Linked DNA regions of Mus musculus: all the other regions are linked to region 5. Evidence: chromatin contacts called from public ChIA-PET, HiChIP or PLAC-seq, Micro-C and promoter capture Hi-C data. All regions are on one chromosome and are shown on one strand. The core of a region is the stretch at or near the end of the contact, and the rest is flanking DNA. Distances in the headings are between cores, read along the strand shown. Region 1 holds the start of 1700120B22Rik (RIKEN cDNA 1700120B22 gene). Region 2 holds the start of Dnajc12 (DnaJ heat shock protein family (Hsp40) member C12). Region 3 holds the start of Aifm2 (apoptosis-inducing factor, mitochondrion-associated 2). Region 4 holds the start of Sirt1 (sirtuin 1). Region 5 holds the start of Supv3l1 (suppressor of var1, 3-like 1 (S. cerevisiae)). Region 6 holds the start of Ppa1 (pyrophosphatase (inorganic) 1). Region 7 holds the start of Eif4ebp2 (eukaryotic translation initiation factor 4E binding protein 2).

The links. Promoter capture Hi-C pulls out the DNA fragments that hold promoters and counts their contacts. Hi-C and Micro-C count contacts between places; a contact is called where the count stands out from the background. ChIA-PET counts read pairs in DNA pulled down with a chosen protein or histone mark. HiChIP or PLAC-seq counts read pairs in DNA pulled down with a chosen protein or histone mark. Capture Hi-C pulls out chosen DNA fragments and counts their contacts.
Region 1: a contact with region 5 is called in a promoter capture Hi-C map of pre-B cells, with 6 times the contacts expected there. The contact joins the promoter of 1700120B22Rik here to the promoter of Supv3l1 in region 5. A contact is called at or near these places in 1 of 39 promoter capture datasets (pre-B cells), 1 of 115 datasets of contacts at active chromatin or transcription factors (memory CD8 T cells) and 2 of 9 other capture datasets (adipose tissue and liver).
Region 2: a contact with region 5 is called in a promoter capture Hi-C map of liver, with 3 times the contacts expected there. The contact joins the promoter of Dnajc12 here to the promoter of Supv3l1 in region 5. A contact is called at or near these places in 1 of 39 promoter capture datasets (pre-B cells), 1 of 484 Hi-C or Micro-C datasets (CD8 T cells), 3 of 115 datasets of contacts at active chromatin or transcription factors (large pre-B cells, memory CD8 T cells and thymic regulatory T cells) and 2 of 9 other capture datasets (adipose tissue and liver).
Region 3: a promoter capture Hi-C map of liver shows a contact between it and region 5, with 3 times the contacts expected there. The contact joins the promoter of Aifm2 here to the promoter of Supv3l1 in region 5. A contact is called at or near these places in 5 of 39 promoter capture datasets (the SN4741 cell line, cranial neural crest, embryonic stem cells and 2 more) and 2 of 115 datasets of contacts at active chromatin or transcription factors (embryonic stem cells and pancreatic cancer cells).
Region 4: a contact with region 5 is called in an RNA polymerase II ChIA-PET map of memory CD8 T cells, with 14 read pairs. The contact joins the promoter of Sirt1 here to the promoter of Supv3l1 in region 5. A contact is called at or near these places in 1 of 484 Hi-C or Micro-C datasets (CD4 T cells) and 2 of 115 datasets of contacts at active chromatin or transcription factors (memory CD8 T cells and regulatory T cells).
Region 6: a contact with region 5 is called in a Micro-C map of embryonic stem cells, with 5 times the contacts expected there. The contact joins the promoter of Ppa1 here to the promoter of Supv3l1 in region 5. A contact is called at or near these places in 1 of 39 promoter capture datasets (liver) and 1 of 484 Hi-C or Micro-C datasets (embryonic stem cells).
Region 7: an H3K4me3 HiChIP or PLAC-seq map of pro-B cells shows a contact between it and region 5, with 5 times the contacts expected there. The contact joins the promoter of Eif4ebp2 here to the promoter of Supv3l1 in region 5. A contact is called at or near these places in 1 of 39 promoter capture datasets (maxillary cranial neural crest), 1 of 484 Hi-C or Micro-C datasets (CD4 T cells) and 2 of 115 datasets of contacts at active chromatin or transcription factors (embryonic stem cells and pro-B cells).

What each region holds. Positions count from the first base shown.
Region 1 is chr10:63,242,836-63,245,535 of GRCm38.p6, forward strand. 1700120B22Rik (RIKEN cDNA 1700120B22 gene) reads right to left here and starts at 1,318. Exons shown (of 2, transcript NR_166111.1): 1 at 1,052-1,318; 2 at 1-429. Herc4 (hect domain and RLD 4) reads left to right here and starts at 962. Exons shown (of 25, transcript NM_026101.4): 1 at 962-1,328; 2 at 2,583-2,613.
Region 2 is chr10:63,385,158-63,387,857 of GRCm38.p6, forward strand. Dnajc12 (DnaJ heat shock protein family (Hsp40) member C12) reads left to right here and starts at 1,406. Exons shown (of 5, transcript NM_013888.3): 1 at 1,406-1,618. The coding sequence starts at 1,541.
Region 3 is chr10:61,713,890-61,716,589 of GRCm38.p6, forward strand. Aifm2 (apoptosis-inducing factor, mitochondrion-associated 2) reads left to right here and starts at 1,374. Exons shown (of 10, transcript NM_001284300.1): 1 at 1,374-1,463.
Region 4 is chr10:63,337,594-63,340,293 of GRCm38.p6, forward strand. It overlaps Sirt1 (sirtuin 1), which reads right to left and starts at 1,442. Exons shown (of 9, transcript NM_019812.3): 1 at 972-1,442. The coding sequence starts at 1,377. RefSeq lists a promoter at 1,378-2,006.
Region 5 is chr10:62,448,470-62,451,169 of GRCm38.p6, forward strand. It overlaps Supv3l1 (suppressor of var1, 3-like 1 (S. cerevisiae)), which reads right to left and starts at 1,269. Exons shown (of 15, transcript NM_181423.3): 1 at 946-1,269. The coding sequence starts at 1,216. 4930507D05Rik (RIKEN cDNA 4930507D05 gene) reads left to right here and starts at 691. Exons shown (of 1, transcript NR_027926.1): 1 at 691-2,700.
Region 6 is chr10:61,647,347-61,650,046 of GRCm38.p6, forward strand. It overlaps Ppa1 (pyrophosphatase (inorganic) 1), which reads left to right and starts at 1,275. Exons shown (of 11, transcript NM_026438.4): 1 at 1,275-1,445. The coding sequence starts at 1,382.
Region 7 is chr10:61,451,330-61,454,029 of GRCm38.p6, forward strand. Eif4ebp2 (eukaryotic translation initiation factor 4E binding protein 2) reads right to left here and starts at 1,340. Exons shown (of 3, transcript NM_010124.2): 1 at 1,073-1,340. The coding sequence starts at 1,217.

The DNA of each region.
Region 1 (2,700 bases), core at 68-2,567, 790 kb after region 5:
GTACAGTTGTTTAGCATGGGACTACCCCCCGCCCCTCCCCACTTCTTCACGATTGACACACACTCAGAGATTGATAGCTACGGAGTTTCCTCCTAAGGATAAAGAGAGCATGGAACCTCTGTTTAAAAGGTTAAAATGTCAGCAAGCTACTCCATGCTCTTGGTCTTGGCGGCTTACCGAGCAAATCTTTTTCTTGTTCCAACAAATTGTCCTCCATTCATTCACTGGGTCCTTTTTTGAGACCACAACACACACAGATTTAGTATCAAGATGATGTTAAAATTGGCCTGTGAAATCTGGATTTCGTTTTCATGAAGCAGGAACTGTAGCTGTAAGCCCTGTTTTTCTCTGAGTGAAAGAGTTTGGGTAATTTAACCTCGTATCTTCCAAGAAGTTAGCTGAAAACGTGAGCCAACACTGTTCCGGAACCTGAAGCAAAGATGTTGACATTCAGTAAGATTAGACTAAGCCATTGCTCCATTGCTAGCAATATATCTTACATGTTCAAATTAGGTTCAGATGAGTTTAAGGGTTTAAAATGAGTCATCATCGGCTTTTCTAACCGTATTTGTGATGGTTTCGTCTGCTACTTCAAAACCAAAATTAGGAAAGGTAGAATAAAATTATGAAAAGGCTAAAACCCTCCAAGCAGAAAGACAAACCAAAATGAAATTTTCACTTGTCAACGCCGAAGCATTGTTAAAAACACACGGACAAGAACAAAAAAAAAAAAGAAGAAGAAGAAGAAGAGGAAGAAAGAAAATACATTTGACAGCTTCTAGCCCTAGCCGGCTGCATTAGCGTCTTAGAGCAGGGAACCGCAACACTGCGCAGGCTCCTGGATCAGACGAACCCTGGGAGGTCTCCCGCGCAGGCGCACGAATGGGGAAGTGGGCGGGGTCGCGCATGCTCCCCGGCTCACTTCCGGCCAGCCCCTCCCCTCCCCCCTCCCCCGCGAAACCACCGCCCCTCTCCCTTGTCGCCTGGCTCTCCCTCGTCGCCAGCCTCTCCCTCAGCTCTCTCCACCCCTCGTGGTCTCCGCCCTGCTCACCGCCAGCCCTTCCCCTCCCGCTCCATCCGGGTCGCTGACGGCTTGTCTCTCGGTCCGGAGAGTGCTGGCGGCAGCGTTTCTCGGAGGAGCCTGGGAAAGTTTCACGGGCGAGCCGGGCAGCAGAGGCAGCGGAGCTGCGGTCGGGGACGTCGGAGGAGCCGTGGTAATCGCCGCGGCCGGCTGAAGGAGGAAGGTCTTGGGAGCTGGAGAGCCGCCCAGAGGTCCAGGGAGCGTCCGTCCTCCATCGCTTAGGGCTCTCCCTGCCCTGAGAGACCCGGTGAGTCGTTGCCCCCCGTGGGTTCGGGGTAGTGTGACGGAGGCGAGCTCCGCTGGGGCCTTGGGGAAGGGCGCCAGCGTCCTCAACGTTTTCCGGGGCCGGAGTGGTGCACCGCCCTCGGGGAAAGGGTCTCCCTGGGGCCGAGGCCGTGGGGCTGAGCCCGGTGGGGTGAACCCTCTCCCCGGCTCGCCCATAGGTAGCTGCGGGAGTTTGGCTGGCCGGCCCGTGAGGCTGGGTGTGTGCAGACCATTCCTCTGCCCCGGGCCGCGGGAGCTGATCGTGAGGTGCATGGTCAGAGAAAGAGGAAACCAAACTGCCTTGCGTTCTCCTACCTGTTGCTGGCGAGAGAACGTCTTTCCCATACTGGTTCTGACTTTTTGGAGGAAAAAAAAAAGGGTACCCAAACGAAGCGCATTGAAATCGGAGCTATGTTCCTGTCTGATGCTAGCCTTGAAAACACAGAGAGAGAGATAGGGAAAGACAATGCAGAACTCTCTGGAACTTTCGAGTTTTGGTGTCCCAAACTTTTTCTGATAGGAGTGGAGTGAGACAGCTTCGGCACTTTCTAAATAAACATAAATGCAAGAAAATTATGTTTTGAAACCTCAGATTCAGCGAAAGGAATTTAGGTGATTTTGGACAGCAAGGATAAGACTGACTTCTATTAATGCTTCTTAATGCACCATGCTTTTTAAAGAAATGTAAAGGGTTTTTTTTTTTTTTTTAATGTTAATGGAGGATTCCCTCACTTGTTTGTGCACCATGCGTGCCCGTAGTGCAGGAAGCCAGTAGAGGGCGTAGGATTGATTCCCTGGGAGGAGTTACACACAGAGAGCAGCCATGTGGGTGCTGGGAATTGAATCAGGATCCTTTAAAAGAGACATCTCTCAGCCCCTTAATGTATGTCTTTCAAGCGCAGAAGTTATATAGATTTTCCTATCAAAAGTTAACCCTGCCTCCAACCTGGTCTTGTTTGGAAAAAAAACTCAGCAGTCCTGTGATTGTTTTTCATCTTTAAGTAATTTTCCTAGAGGTATGTATTATAATCACATTGATTTGGTTTTAAAATTAAATTAGTAGAGTGAGTTCTCGACCTTAGCATTTTGACTTATAAAATGGAGTCGATTGTTTGAAATTACGACTTGATAATTTCTAATTTTGTACATAGCTTATTAGTACAAATAATGAGAATAGTCTACTTTAAATTGTTATTTTTTTTCTAAAGTTCCATTATTGTTTTTATTTATGTTACAGATAAGAACTTCCATTTTCTGTTGATGTGGAGGTAGGTATCAGATTGTTCTGTGGGGGACTGGAAGATTATGTTTCTGCAGTTGGCTGGATACTTGCTTGTTTGGGCATTGGACACATG
Region 2 (2,700 bases), core at 156-2,655, 940 kb after region 5:
GGCCACCGGGCTACATCTACAACCGCCCCAAATTACATGCTATTTTAGACACTTGGAAAAGTATCTTTCTAATTGACCAAATCTTAAAAACTTGCTTCACATTTTCTTCTGTCTCTTAAAAAAATAGGTTAAAAAAAAAACTATCCAAGTAACAGAGGTACAATAAATTAGTAACAGTTTTACACTAAATTGTCAAAACTGACTTCCGATTAGCTAATAGGAAAAAAAAAAATCACCATGTCAATACTCAAACTCCACCGAGGCACATAGGACCTCACAGAGACTGTGAGAGCACACACAGGCCTGTCCGTGTTCAAGCCAGATGAGGTCCCAGCACTGAGAGGGGAAGTAGAGATGGCCTCCCATCCCTAACCAACAAGCCATCTTCAGTTGATATCATCAAGGAAAAAGTAGTTCTCTGTAGCGGGGTCTCACTGGGTATATTAGGCACACTTAAGGGTGGGCTCCGTGCCCAGCAGGAAACGGGTAACACAGAACAAACTCAATGGTATTTTTTAAAAAAGATTTATTTATTTATTATATGTAAGTACACTGTAGCTGTATTCAGACACACCAGAAGAGGGCATCAGATCTCATTATGGATGGTTATGAGCCACCATGTGGTTGCTGACAATGGTATTTTTTAAAGCCTTTTTGTTTTATATTGCATAAAAAAAAATTACTGGCCTTCTGCTGGTATGTTATGGTTTCCCAGTTTGTGTTTTTAATTTTTTTTAAAGATTAATTCATTCATTTTATATATGTGAGTACACTGTAGCTGTCTTCAGACACATCAGAAGAGGGAGGGCATCAGATCCCATTACAGATGGTTGTGAGCCACCATGTGGTTGCTGGGAATTGAACTCAGGACCTTTGGAAGAGTAGTCAGTGCTCTTAACCGCTGAGCCATGTCTCCAGCCCGTGTTTTTAATTTTATAGATTTTGTTTGCATGTGTTTCTTCCATTATTTTTCTCTAAATTCTTTTATTTTAGTTTTTAAAATTTGTTTTCTAACGAGAGAAGGGGGAAAAAAAAAGGCGAGATGTTGGGTGAGTGAAGGAGAGGGGAGGATCTGGGAGGAGTTGGGACCGGGGAACCATAATCAGAATATATATTGTATGAAACAAATTTTTTCAATGAAAGCAAAAAGTAAAGAGCAAACCAAACCAAACCAAAACAACATCAACGACAAACAATAGCATCACCAGCAGCAGCAGCAGCAGCAGCAGCAGCAGCAGCAGCAGCAGCAGCAGCAGCAGCAGCAACAACAACAACAACAACAACAACAACAACAACAAAACACAACAGCAACAAAAAACCCAACAGCAACAACAAACCCCAAACTACAGATCCCAGCAGCCCCGCATGGCAGGCTCGATCCTGGGCAAACAGCCAATGAGAAGCTGTGTTTGCAAAGGGCTGGCTTGACGTCTGGGTGCTCGCTGGTTTGGAAAGTCCTGCTGAAATGTAAAGAGCTTTGCTGTCGCCCCGGAGCTCACAGTGTCGGTGGCGTCGGAGAGGACTGACTCATCCGCTGTAAATGGACGCGATACTGAACTACAGGCCGGAGGGCAGCGAGGACTACTACGCCTTGCTGGGATGCGATGAGCTCTCCTCGGTAAGCAGGGTTGCAGGTTCTCACCAGGTCGCCTTTGAGATCAGCCACGTCTCCTGGAACTCCAACCTCGTACCATTTGGAAGGAGTTTCGGCTCGGAGAAAGTGAAGGATTAAAATGCTTGCTGGTTAATTTGAGGAAAGGACTCCGAACTTCAAAGTATTAGCTGGGAGAGGGACCACATACAGTTTTTATTTATTTAGAGCAGCGGTTCTCAACCTGTGGGTTGCTACGGACTTGGGGTCGCATATCAGATATCCTGCACATCAAATATTTTTAATTACAATTCATAAACGCAGCAAAATTACAGTTATGAAGTAGCAACGAAATAATTTTATGGTTGGGGGTTACCGCAACGTGAGGAACTGTACTAAAGAGTCGCAGCATTAGGAAGGTTGAGAGCCACTGCCTAAGTAAAGGCTGCGATTTAGAGCTCAGGAGGCGGGGCCCCCTGTCTGTAGTCTCCTCGTTCAGAGAAAGTCTCATGGATTTTATAGTACCATTATAACCTCAAATGGTATTAAATACCATTATAATTTCAAATCAAATCAAGTTAGATGTCATATCTGGTGGGAGATTTTTCTTTTAAAGAAAGTAATGCTTCCCTTAGACATCATATACTTGAGACAAATGTGTTATTCTTTTTTTTTTCGAGACAGGGTTTGTCTGTATAGCCCTGGCTGTTCTGGAACTCACTTTATAGACCAGGCTGGCCTCGAACTCAGGAATCCGCCTGCCTCTGCCTCCCGAGTGCTGGGATTAAAGGCGTGAGCCACCACGCCCAGCCAAATGTGTTATTCTTTTAAAGACTTATTATTTTTGTTTTATGTGCATGCATGCATGCCTGTATGTATATATGTATGTGCATTTGGGTTCTATTTGGCTGAGTAGGGATACTTACTCTGTCATATAGCCTGCATTACTTTTTTGTTTGTTTTGTTTTGTTTTTGTTTTTGAGACAGAGTTGGCTTGGAACTCACCATCTCAGCATGTAGATCAAGTTGGCCATGGTTCACAGACATAACTTGCCTCTGCCTCATAGGTGATGGGATTAAAGGCATGTGCCACCATGCTTAGCCACAAA
Region 3 (2,700 bases), core at 124-2,623, 730 kb before region 5:
GGGAAGGGGAAAGGGTAAAAGCTGCTGGTACCATGTATGTCGTGCCTGGGCCTGTTGGAGCCCTTCAGGTAGCTTCTGTCTCTGTCTGTTTCTGTGTGTGCAACAGTAGCAATTATAGAAGACAGGATGGAAATGATGGAAATGTTCATGTGTGAAATTCTCATCAAAACAAGTGTTCAAAGCAAAACAAAACAACCAACCAAATAAAGAAATGCTACCTACTGCCTATGTATGTTTGAGACAGGGTCTCTCACTGTAGCCCAGGATATCCTTGAACTTGTAAACCTCCTTGTCTCAGCCTCCCCAGTGGCTGTGGGTACAAGCATGAGTTAGTACACCCTGCTCAGGTATGTACGTGACCTCACGGACACTTGCCTACTGCCCCTAGGGTAGGGGACAATATCTGCTTGGAGACAGATGCCCTATCGTTCCCCTATGTAGCTTCGAATGCTCTGGCTTTCCTATCTCTGGCATCCTTCTGTGACTTGGCACACATGCTTGCTTCTCTCCCTTGCTCAGGGCTGACTTCAGTATGGGAGAGAGGCCTGAATACTTTTTGATCTCCAAGCTTCCTTACAGCAGTAGGTGACAGGAGATGTGGTAGTGTTTTGTTTGTCTTCTTGTTGTTGTTGTTTTGTTTTGTAGGGTTTTTGAGACCTGGTTTCTCTGTGTAGCCCCTGGATGTCCTGGAACTTGCTCCGAGTTGGCCTCAAACTCAACAGACATCCTCCTGCCTCTGCCTCCCTAGTGCTGGGATTAAAGGCTGCACCACTGCAGTCTGTCAGCAGTGGTGGTTTGATGGCTTCATTTTTTTGACAGGATCTCAGGAAGTCCAAAGTGGACTCAGTAGCCAATTTCTAACCCTCTTGCCTCTACTTCCTAAATGCTAGGATTACAGGTATGCACCACCGTGCTCTGCTTCTGTGGGTAAGAAATCCAGGGCACTCAGGATAGGCAAACAGCTCCTGAGTCTTGTGTTAAACCCCTTCTTTCTCCAGGCTACCATATAACCAAAGGATATACCGGTTCCGCTCTCCATTTTAAAGCTCCAGTGCAGGACCAAAGACTGGGCGAACAGCAGGCGCTCAGTCCGTATGCACATGTGTGCAGATGGCAAAGCTAGTGTGTGTGTGTGTGTGTGTGTGTGTGTGTGTGTGTGTGTGTGTGTGTTTGTGTGTGTGTGTGTGTGTGTGTTGGGGAGGCTCTCGGTTGTCTCCCAGAAACCCCTGGCAAAACTAAGGCGCAGGATCTTGGCAGGCTGAGAGGCTAGCTAGGCTGCATCAGCGCTGGGAGTGTCCAAGTAGGGAGCGGCTGGTAGGCGGTCAAGGTCAGTTCCAGGGCAGCGGGAGGGGCGGGGCTCGGGGGCGGGGCTCGGGGCGGGGCTGCGACCCGGAGACAGTGATGGGCACGCCCCGACACGGGGCCTCAGCGCCGGAAGACGCGAGGACCAAGGACCGCTACAGGTGAGGTCACTGGGGATCCTTGTTCCCTCGCGCGGCGTGGGGTACACTAGGGGCATGACAGGGGCCGCGGAATTAGGAGGGGGCCGTTGCCTAGGATACTTAACGCCGGTCCGGAGGACCAGGTTCCTCGGGATTCATTGCTCCTCAATGTCCGCTAAATCTGTCCGGGAAGAACTTGGGGTCTTGGGAGGGGGAAGCAGGACGCGCAGGGGTAGCGGGGCAGGCGTGGCCTTGATCTTGGGAGGGTCTCAGACAGAAGGACTGAGGTGTCTGAGTGCAGCGGGAGACCCTTAGGAATCTCAGAGAAAGTGAGTAGGGTTACCCAGGGGTGCATTGGAGGCCTGCTTCACCCCGCCCCCCTGTGAAATAGGGGTTCTGTTAGAAAAAGCGAGACCAGCAATGACTGAATCCCCTTCTCTTCTCTCTCTCTCTCCCTCTCTCTCTTTCTCTCCTCCCCCTCTCTCTTTCCCTTTCCCACTCTCCCTCTCTCTTACTCTTTCTTCCTCCCTCCTCCCCCTCTTCCCAGGCACCCTGTTCTTTCCAAGACCACACACTCCACACATCCCCATAGCTCACTAAGATAATTTTGACCCTGGGATTTAGGGGTGTGGGGGGGGAATGCTCAGCTGTCTTAAGAGCTGAGGCCCCCGGGGGAGGACAGGTGTAGTTTGGAAAGAAACTTCCAGATCTCCCCACTCAGCACCTATGAACCAAGGCTAGCATCAGCTTCTAACATGAGCCTGTGTCCCCTGCCAACACACCCCAAGTGCTCAGCCACACTCTCAAGGGACTGCATGTCAACACTGGCCTAAGTCACCTCCTGTTCACTAGAGCTGGGCCTATCAAGTACTGTACAGCCAGTGGGCCTTGTCTGGAGGGAGATGCAGGTTGGCAATGGCCAGGGATGGGCAGGTCACTTGGGGTGTGTGTGTGTGTGTGTGTGTGTGTGTGTGTGTGTGTCTGAGTGCAGGAGTGTCTATGCCAAAGTGAGTGCTTCTTTTCCTTCTCCTCTTCATTCTATCAGCCAGTCCCTTTTAGCATGGGGTGTTTTTCAACGGTATATCTAGGGGTGCATTCCTCAGCAGCTGTCCCTAGAGTGCTCACTCTCAGCCTGGTCTTTGGTGTCCAAAGAGGGGAGCCATCGCCTCCCTTCCCCAGTGGAAGAGGGGACAGATATCATAGCCTATTGAGTCACACTTCAGGAGCCTCTTCTGCCTCGAGGCCACAGTGGAGATGT
Region 4 (2,700 bases), core at 192-2,691, 890 kb after region 5:
CTGCTTCAGCCACTGGGTGTTAGTAAATGTATGATTTAAAGAACACGAAGCATACTTTATGCGACTTGTTTCCCCTTTAATACCTGACATCAAGGGTCATTTCCTATTTCAGTCCCTAACACGTTTTGTTGTTTTTTAATTCATGGCACCATTATACGAGCCACAAACATCTACAAGGGCACTGACAGACTCTGATAAATTCTGTACAAAGCTTTTCAGGAAGACGATAAGTGGCATTATTACAAAAACAAAACAAAAAAGTAACCCAAACGTTTGGCGTCAATAGGGCAAAACCAAGCAGGTTTGTTTCAGGTTTGTTAATCTAAAAATGTTGCGAGCATGATTTTGAAAGGAAAAGAAAACTTACGAAAGTACAGTACAACTATAACTCCTCTATATCGAAGTGATAAATGCAATCGCAGAAAAGCAACATTTTTAGGAATAGCCATTTCCTTACATTTTTTAGACTGTGTCTCAAGAAATAGCTTTGGTGTATTAAAATTTCTAACTTCAAAAAAAGACATAGGTCTATCCAAAAAAGAAAAAAAAAAAAAAAAGCAACACAGGTGTCAGTTTGCAAAACGAAATCGCATGTCGATCCACGGGACAGCCCCAAAGTCGCAAAGCAAAGTGTGCAGTGAGGAAAACTATAACTTCACTAAAGGCGCATCGGGAGGGAAACCAAACCGAGGGAGGGAAAACTTCACTCTAACGCCAAACTGCGAGAACCGCGGTCCCGGCGACTGCGCGCAGCAGCGCAAGGCGGCCCAGGCGAGCGGCGAGTCCGCGCGCGGCTCCGCAGCAGGGCCGGCGAGCTCGGCGGCGCGCGGCCGAGCCAGGGCCGAGCTGCGCCGCTGCCGCCGCCGCCGCCGCGGAGCCCGCGGAGCTCTCGGGGCCCTGGGCAACCTGGGACCGGGTCACAGGCGGGGACGCGGAGGGACGCGGCTGCGCGGCAGCGCGCGCGGACTCACCTCGGTAGCCGATCGCTGCCGCCGCCGCTGCCGCCGCCGCCTCGTCCTCCTCCTCGCCCTCGTCGTCGTCGAAGTCGTCAGCCGCCCTCGGCTCCCGCCGCAGGCCGGACCCATTGTCTCCGTCCCCGGCCACGGCCGTCGCCGGGGCCTCCCGCTCCGCGCTCGCCGCCGCCCCTGCCGCCTCCCGCCACAGCGCCGCCGGGGCCGCGGCGCTCGCCGCCTCACACCCCGCGGCCGCCGGCGCCACTGCTGCGCTCGGCTCGCCCGGGCTGCGCCCGAGGCCAGGCCCGTCTCGGCGGGGCCTCTTGCGGAGCGGCTCGTCCGCCGGCTGCGACGCGGCCTCCATGGCGGCCGCCGCGGAAGGGGAGCCGGCGGCCTGAAGGGCGAGCGCCACCTCGTCCGCCATCTTCCAACTGCCTCTCTGGCCCTCCGCCCTCGCCTCCTCTGCTCCGCTCGACGCGCGGCACTGGCGCCCCCGCGGCTCGGCTGCGGGAGATTTAAACCCCGTCACGTGACCCGCCCCTCCCCGCCCCCGCGCCTCTCCCGCCACCCACGCGGGCCGGACCACAACACGCCGGGTCACGTGGCCGGGCGCCGCCCGCGGCCTGGGCCCTTCCCGGCCCCACCCAGGGCGGCTCGGCTCCCCTCAGCGGCCTCTGGCGCCTCCCGCCCGCCCGACCCGTTCGCTCGCTCGCTCGCTCGCTCGCTTGCTCGTCCGGGATCGCCGCGGTGGTTCAAGTTTGCGATGGCGCCGCCACTTCCCACCTGGGCCTCACGCGTGCACCTTGCCTGCCTGCGCCTCTTCGCCTCAAGTCGGCTTTTACCTCAGGGGCTCTGGAGAGCCCAACCTGGCCGACGCCGGCCTTCCTGAGGAGAACTCCTCCACCTGCCTTGCCCTTGCTCTGTGACAGCTCTTCCTCAGGTTACCCCTGTGGTCTCTCCTCAGGAAGTTTGCGCTCTCTCCCAATCTCCCTTCTCAAGTGCAATGGAATGCCCAAGCCAGCCCTCGGGGCCTGTTGCCCTCCTGGAAAGATCTGGCGATTGAGGACCCGCCCTATCTGCTCTCTGGACCCACCAGGTCCTCTGTACCTCGCTTTAGTCTTTGGTAAAATTCATCTCTTGGGGCAGCAAGAGAGAGGACAGAAGGGAGAGTGGTTGGTTCTCCACAAACTTCTGTGTTAAGAGTCAGATTGGGCCTGGGCTCTTGTGACTTGGGCGATTGACTGAACCTTTTCTAAGCCCAGTTTTTAATCATCTCTAAAATGACAGGGCCAGGACCGAAAGAGACTGTAGCTCAGTTGTAAAGTCACGCTTGCCAGACAACCCCGAAGCCCTAGAGAGAGGGAGGAAGGAGGGTAAGTTGAAGGTAATCTCCAACTACTTAGGAAGTTCAAAAAAGGCCTGGAATACATAAGACCTCGTCTCAAAAACGAAATTTAAAACGATAGACCATGAGAAATCAGCTAGTCAGGTTTAAAGTAAATGACATTAGTTTTAAAATCCTAGGCAGTTGATGGTGGCACAGGCCTTTAATCCCAGCAAGCTGGAGGAGACAGGAGGAGGTTCACTAGGACAGCCAAGGCTACACAAAGAAACCCTGTCTCGAAAAAATAATCTTACTTCTAGAATTGTAGAAATGGCTCTGTAGTTAACAGCACTTGTTGCTCCTGCAGAGGCCCTAGGTTTGACTCCCATCATCCACATGACAGCTCATACCTTCAGATCTGAC
Region 5 (2,700 bases), core at 19-2,518:
GCAAGGCATATATCCCAGGGTTATATCTTCAAGCACATTAAAAAAGAACACTCTGCTGCCTGGAGGTGCAGGTAGCCCAGGCCTTTGATCCAGGGACTCGGCAGGCAGACACAGGCCTATCTCTGTGAGTCTGAGGCCAGCCTGGTCTACAGAGCACATTCCAGGACAGCCAAAGCCACACAGAGAAACCTTGTTTAATTTTTTTATTTTGAAATAGGACCTCTCTTAAGTTTTCCAAGCCTGTTTTGAACTCATTCTGTAGCCCAGGCTGGTATTGAACTTGCCATCCTCTGCCTCTGACTCCCAACATGAAGCCTATATTTTAAAGTCACAATAGGAAGCATCAATATTGCTTGTTGAAGAGCCAGGAAGACAGCTTGTGCCTAAAAGAAATGTGGTTTTCTTTCAGTCTCTAAGAATGTCATTTGGTGAAAAGAAACCTTTCACCCTCCCATTGTCAAGCTCACCCAAATGCAGGTAGGACAAAACTCACTTCAACCCAGTGATGCTAAAGGTTTTTTTTTTATTCATCTCTGGAACCTGGGACGATACTACTTTTTGGCAAAGACAGTTTTATCAACTTTTATCTTGTATTTAAATTCAGGTCTGTCTCGTGGGAGAGTAAATTTATTGAGAAATCCGGATCTGAGACCCGTTGTCTTGGCAACCAGATGGAATTTTAACATCGTTAGACATCCACATCAGGTCAATGGCAAGTCCTCACTGTTTAATCCCTCCATGAGGACTCTAGGAGCACAAGCGGCGCACCACTTAGGGACAAAACTCTTAACCTCCTCGACCGAAGAGAACGGTCAATGTCAACTACAGAAGAGACTAAATATGACTTAGGCTCGGGTGCTAAGGGCTCCAAAAAGGAACAGACATTGCACTATGTAGGCCCAGGCTGCAGACCCTGCCGCTCTGCCGGGAGGCTCCAGCACTCACTCTTGTCTAGAGGCCGAGTGAGCTCCGCGCCCACGTCGCCATCGGCGCTGGGACCCTGAGGCTTCACCGTCAGCGGCACGAACAAGGACGTGTTCGGGGCTTTGGAGCCACCAGAGGCAGAGGAGGAGGCGGCCAAGCAGGGAACGCGTCCTGAAGCCCCCGGGAACGACCCCACGAGAGCGCGAAGGGCGGAGCAAGGGGCCGCCCGGGGCCCAGCCCCGCGCCCCGCCGGGAGCCGAGCCCACAGCAAGGTACACCGAGGCAAGGACATTGAGGCCGCGGCTCGAATGGAGCCGGGGAAAATCCGGACCACTGGCGCCGCTCGGTGACGTAGCTCCGGCGCCCGCGGAGCGAAAGGACCCAGAGAGACACAGGGCTGCCCCCGCGTGCGCCTGAAGGAAAAGGAGATGGAAGGGTTGGGAGCGCGCCTCTTCGTGGGAGCACGACCTCTGTACGTTACAGTGGCAGAAACGAGCTCCCATCCTCTCACTCTTTCTGCGGCAATTGGCAGCGTCTTTCTCGAAAGAAGGGAAAGTAATCAGGCATCTTAAGGGATGTTACAGATGCGCGGAAGGGAACCGTACAAGCGTCGTCATGTGACCAAACTGTCTATCCTGCATCATGTGGCTTCAAACGCTAAAGTGCATTTCCAAGAAGATTGGTGCATTAATATCCGTAGTTTCCTGATAGGATAACGTTAGAGGACGTAGCTTGATCTGCTACAGATCAAGACGGGTTGCAGAGAAATCCGGTTGTACGATAACTGGCGCTTACGTGACACGTGTGTCAATACACGTGCTTCTCTCCTTGGTGCTAGGGCTCCATGTAGGGGCCATGAGCAAGCTAGGCATGTGCTCCACCATGAGCTGCAGAATTCAGTTAACGTGAGCAGTTTGTACTCCTCGCATCTCGAAAGTTATAACCACAAAGTATGCTCTGTGTACCTGGTTAAAGTTTGATCTTACTCCTATCTACTACAGCACTCGGTCCCACCCGAGTTGTAAGGAAAGAGGTGCCTCTGTTCGTTCCGTCTGGGCGTGACCATTCAGTTCTTGGCCGGCCAAACACTAGGAGGGAAGCCATGTGTGGCGACGTTCCCTCAGTCCTCTGCCGAGAGGTCCCCAACACCATCTAGTTTCTGAGTTCAGGAGCCGTTCGGTTTTTAGAAAATTGGACCCAGTAACAACTTCGTTCGTTCGGTGTCTGGTGGTCCTCATTCCAACCCGCGCCATCGGTCAATCCTCTGTCTCTATCCCTTCTTGACAAGTTTTCTGATTTCAGAAAATGAGTTGCGGGATATGGCTTCGGAGTCAAAGCTCTAAAACCATCTGGTGCTAAGTCAAAACCCTCAAAGTTCGGACCCTGAACTCGAATGGCCTTCCTTCTCTGAAATTGATCGAGGGTCTTTCGATCTCAACTGCACTTATTCTATCCGCAGAGTCTGCAGTAATAATATGGGTAGGCCTCCTTGAGAACCCTCCTTGGTGAGAGGCTCATGGGTTTGGTTCATTTGGCAAACGAACAAGGTCAGGTTTATTGGTGCAGCTCTTGGACCAAGGACCCATGATGGACGATTCTTAAGAGTCCTGAGCAAGGGGAAAGGTTGTGTGTCAGACAAGAGCTGGCTTTTTTTTCCCCATGTAAGGTCATGACTCAAGTGCCTGGTGATCATTCAGGAGAAGGGCTGTGGCTACCTGGAACTCGGTTTCGGCACCATCGGTGGGGGTGGGGCTGTAGCGAGCTGGAGCCTAACAC
Region 6 (2,700 bases), core at 25-2,524, 800 kb before region 5:
CTGGCCAAGGATGACCTTGAATTCATGATCTTCCTACTTTTGCTTCTCAAGTGCTGCAGCTACAGGTATACACCACCGTGCCAATTTAGAAATTAACTTTCTTAGGCTTCCACTTAATACGTGGTTTATGCATTCCATTTATATATTAGAGATTGTTTTGAAAATAGTTGAAAGGAAACTGTCTTTGAGATAAATAGTTAAGAAATATTTTAGAAAGATATTCTGTCTATCATAATTTAAAATTTGCTTTTTAAAAAAATGTGGATAATTTCCTGGGTTAGATTTGTCTTATTTTTAAGATAGTCTCATACTGTAGCATGGGGTGGCTCAGAACTCACTACGTAGCTCAGGTTGGTCTCAGAAAGTCAGCGTCCTGAGGTCTGGGGCTACAGGTGTGAGACGCTATATGTGGCTTATAATTAGAGTTGTGATACACAAAGACAGACAGACACACACACACAACCTTATAGGACTGTGAAAGTTCCCAACGTCCACAGCACACTCTGAGGGATACAGCCTGGACTTCAATGGGTGGTGCAATAGAACTAGGAAAACAAGCTCCGAGAAGCTACTCCTGAGAAACGTCCTCAAGGGGTTCTGTGCACACTCCTGGGTCTTCCCAGAGCTTCAATTTCAAGTCCCAGTGGATCTGGAGTGGGGAGAGAAATCTGCGGTATCTGGGGAGTTCAGGAGTAATCAGCTTGAGTCTGGTCCAAGCAGAACCCACCCAACAATTCAGATGAGAAACTGAATCAGGGAGATTAGTAAAAGCAAATTTGTCCATTGCCTACCACTTGGGAAAACATTAGTCACAGCCTATAGTTTTCAGAGCCCAGTCAGCCAAACTCTCAACTTTAATGAAGATGGCCCTGGGCCGGGGGTGGGGGGCTGGTAGCACACTCCCAGCTTCTGGGAGGCAGATGAAGATCTATGAGAAACCCAAACAAGAAAAGACAAGACTGCCTGGGGAACAGGTGGCTTATCAAGGCCTTCCGAGATAAGGAACTGCTCTGCAGGACCTGAGAGAGAGAAATCAAAGGTGAGCGACCCGCAAGCCTCAGGAGAGTAACCAGCGTTCTGTCCCAGCGGAGCCGCCAACCCGCAGTCCGCTTCCAGAGGGCAGCCGGCGCCTGCCACGTGGCCCAGGTTGCGAACCGGGGGCGGGGCGTGAGGAGGCGCGTCGCGCAGAGTGCGCCTGCGCGGGTGGGCGGGGCGGGGCAGGGTACAAGGCGAGCCCCACGCATTAAAGGCACGGCGCCGGCGACCGGCGGGCCAGCTCGTGGTACGCAGGCGCGGGCTTTCTCCTCCGTACAGCGGCTCCGGGTCTGGGCTGTGTGGTTGTGTGGCTGTGCAGCGGCGGCGGCGGTGCATCTCCGACACCATGAGCGGCTTCAGCAGCGAGGAGCGCGCCGCGCCCTTCACCCTCGAGTACCGCGTCTTCCTCAGTGAGTGGCGTGAGGCCGAGGGCCGGGTCGCCCATTCATTCCAGAACGAGCGGGCGGGCGGGCGGACGCGTCCCCTTCCCTCTGGCGGGCGGCGGGACCAGCGAGGGCCGCCATCCCAGTGCCCACCGCGAGCGCTCCCTCCACACATTCGAACTTGGGCCACATGGGGAAAGGAAACCACTGAGTCACCCTTAGAAGGTGCCCGGAGGTGATACCGACCGCCTAAGAGGATTGTCCTCAGGATCGCCGGCTGGAGGACAGAGATTTCCTCAAGACCTTAATTCGGTGCCGAACAGGATCGAGTCCTCCCCGGTGTTGTAAGAGATGGGAAACTGAGGCCCAGGTCTTCCCGGCACTAGCCTTATTGTGGTGAGGCTTCTCTGAAGCCCTGATGGCCGGGAGTGCTTCTAGGAAACCGAAAGCTTTGCCTCCCTAGACAGACAGGTGACGTCTAGCTAAGGACCTGGTGGGAGAACAGCCAGGTTCTTAACCCTGGTGCCGGAACCCACTAGTTACCCCCGCATCCAACCCCTGCCCTGCACTCAGAAAGGCGGAGTCGATCGGCCTTCCACGTGTGTCACCTTTTCCTGATAGGTGCTTGCAAGCTACCTGGGTTTCTCCTGGAAGCCCTTAGCTTGTAGGTATATACATACATTCATGGTGCTAACAGAGGTTTGCGATGCTGTTAGCAAAGGCCCTTCCAGTTTGTAACCTCTTTGTGTTTATTTAGAAGGGATGGGCAGCAATCTCAGGACAGGGCAAACAGACATTCCTGAAAGAATGAACAGAGAGTGCCTAGCAGAAACTTCGCCATGGAAATAGTGTTGGCTTCAGGTTTTTCAGTGTCCTTTAAAGTGACCCTTTGGGTCACTGGGAATTGTCTTCAAGCTATATGTGCAGAATAAACACACTGCTTTTAATGTATTTAATGTATTGGTGGTAAGTATTTGATGGTTGTGGGTAGAGAGCAAAGCCACTCCTTGACTTTGGATTAGGCTGAAGTCTATCAAATGGGCTCTCTGGAACTTAAGAAACACTAAATTTAGTACCACTATGTAATTTAACTAGTTCTCGCTCTTTGCACTTTTTAAAAAGGATAAATTTCTGAGTATTTTTTCCACTTTTTTTTTTTTTTTTTTTTTTTGAGGGTGGTGGTGGGTGAGGCCATAGTGTTTTCCCGTTTAGCTCAGCTTGGTTTTAAACTTGAGATCTCCTGCTTCAACCTCCCAAGTACTAGGATATAGATAGGTTCAGG
Region 7 (2,700 bases), core at 90-2,589, 1.0 Mb before region 5:
TAAAGGTGTGTGCCACCACTGCCTGGCCTTGGAACTCATTATATTGCCAGGGCTAGCCTTAAACTGCCATTCTCCTACCCCGTCTTTCTGGAGTAGTAGGGTCACAGCCCTAACTACCACACACAGCCTTCTGGACTGCTGTCTCTTGGTGTTGGCAAGGTCCCCTTACTCTGTGCCTTCCAATTGCACAAGATTCCAGGATGGCCAGGCCCACTTTTAAGTGATTGGTTAGGAGTCCTGTCTCATGATCAGCGATCTATAGACTGTAAGGGCTGCTAACCAAATCTTCACCCTCTAGCTGAAGCCCAGCCCCCGGGGTCACCAAAAGAAGGCAAAGTTCTGAGATTAGGGACAGAAAGCCAGTTCCCTTCATGAAGGCACCGGAAGAACCCCTTCCAGGCTCCTCCCTCTTAGAGAACAGCCCAGAAAAGAGACAAACAACCTTTGCGCTTCCTCCTCTCGTGACCAATTCAACATACTTTATTTACCTCTTCTCCAGTGATAGTAAACGGATCCCGGCCATCTTTTGAAAAGCAACTTCAGGAACCTCCCTTTGCATCGCTTTTTTCTACAAGCCCTTTCCCTAGGATCAAGCAACCTAACCCGACTAGTGTGTGCTGTTTGACAAAGCACCTTTAAAACCGCTCTTCGAAAGCCCTGATCTGAAACCTGACAGCGCCTCTACCAAAGCCAACAACTTCTTGGATACCAAAGGAGCTATTTTACACGTCCCACTTGTGGGAGCTGGGGCTCCCCCAACCTTTGATGACTCCTCTAACAAAGTAAACAATGCTGTCAAAGGAGGCTAACACTGGGCGAGGCATGCAGAGTGCATGCCAGCCTCGTCTCGGAACTCTCGGCGCAGCCAGACCAGTCATCTTAGGCTTCCGCGCCAGGTCCGTCTCCCCGACTTCCCTCTCCCCAAAGCCCGTAGGACAGCTCCAGAGGCAAGCCCCGCTGCGCAGAATGCACGGTCTGCAGCACACCGTACGGGCAGCGGGGAGGAAGCTGTTGGTCGAGCATGCAGTGCCACGCGCCAGCCGTGATGGCGGGCAGGCCGGGCGCGGCTCACCTCCCGGCGTTGTGGAGAACAGCGTCCCCCCGGGCGTGGTGCAGTAGTCCTGAGGTAGCTGCGCGGCGTCGCTGATAGCCACGGTGCGCGTGGGGATGGCGCGGCTCTGGCTGGGCTGGTGGCTACCACCGGCCGACGCGGACATGGCTCCGACGCGGGCTCGAGGCTTTGTGCAGCAGCGGCGGCGGCGGCGGCGGCGGCGGCGGCGGGGCCGGGCGGCTCTGGCTCCTCACGCTCGGCTCTCAACTCGCCTGCTCTCGCCCGGTCGTCCCGCTGCGATACCGCTCCCGCTGCCGCCGCCGCCGCCGCCGCCCGGTCCTCCGGCCTCCGCCTGCAGCCTCAGCAGCAGCAGGAGCAGCAGCGGCAGCAGCGGCAACGATGACTACCGGAAGCGGTCGAAGGCGGGAGCAAGGGGTAGTAGAGGGAGGGACAATATGGAAGCCGGACGTGACGTTGGAGGGCGTGTCTGAGGCGAGTGGGCGGGTAGCTGGGGGCGTGACTGAGGCAGCCGAAGGCTAGAGGCAGAGGGTGAACCCGGAAATCCGGGAAAAAGGAAGTGTTGAAGGGTGGAGCCTTAGGGTGGGCGGGACTTTGAGGGGCGGGGCTGAGTTCAGAGGAACATAATAGACTCCCAGTGAAGCTGAGTGTAGGTGATTAAGGCACGCGGGAGGGGGGGGAAGCGGGGTGTGTGTGTGTGTGTGTGTGTGTGTGTGTGTGTGTGTGTGTGTGTGTGTGTGTGTGTGTGTGTGTGTGTGTGTGTGTGTGTGTGTGTGTGTGTGTGTGTGTGTGTGTGTGTGTGTGTGTGTGTGTGTGTGTGTGTGTGTGTGTAATTGTTTGTGGTGTGTAAGTGTGGACTAACAGTACTTTCTTAGGGCTTACTTCATATTCCCATCTATATCTAACCATTAAAAGTATAACTCGGGCTGGAGGGATGGCTCAGTGGTTAAGAGCACTGTCTTCTAGAGATCCTGAGTTCAAATCAGCAACCACATGGTGGCTCACAACTATCTGTAATGGGATCCGATGCCCTCTTCTGATGTGTCTGAAGACAGCTACAGCGTACTCATATACATAAAATAAATAAATAAATCTTTTTAAAAAATTATAACTCTGGGAGCCCACAAGATGGCTCAGCAGGTAAAGAAAGGCATTTGTCACCAAGCCTGCAGACCTGAGTTCCACCACCCAGAAGCCACAAGGTGAAAGGGGAGACCGACTCTCCCAAGTTATCCTCTGACTTCTCCACTAGTCCATGAGCACCCATCTGCCTGCCCATAAATAAATAAATGTAATCAAAGTTTTTGTTTGTTTGTTTGTTTGTTTGTTTCGTTGGTTGGTTTTTCGAGACAGGGTTTCTCTGTATATCCTGGCTGTCCTGGAGCTCACTTTGTAGACCAGGCTAGCCTCGAACTCAGAAATCCACCTGCTTCTGCCTCCTGAGTGCTGGGATTAAAGTCGTGCACCACCACACCCAGCTAATCAAAGTTATTTTAAGAAGTATAATTTTAATTGCTCATTATTAAAGGAAAGCAATGCGTACACGATGAACTAAGGGTTTAACCATCAATGACTCTGAGGAAGGGCTCAGTAGTTAAGAGCGCTTGTTGCTGTTGCAGAGCACCGAGAGG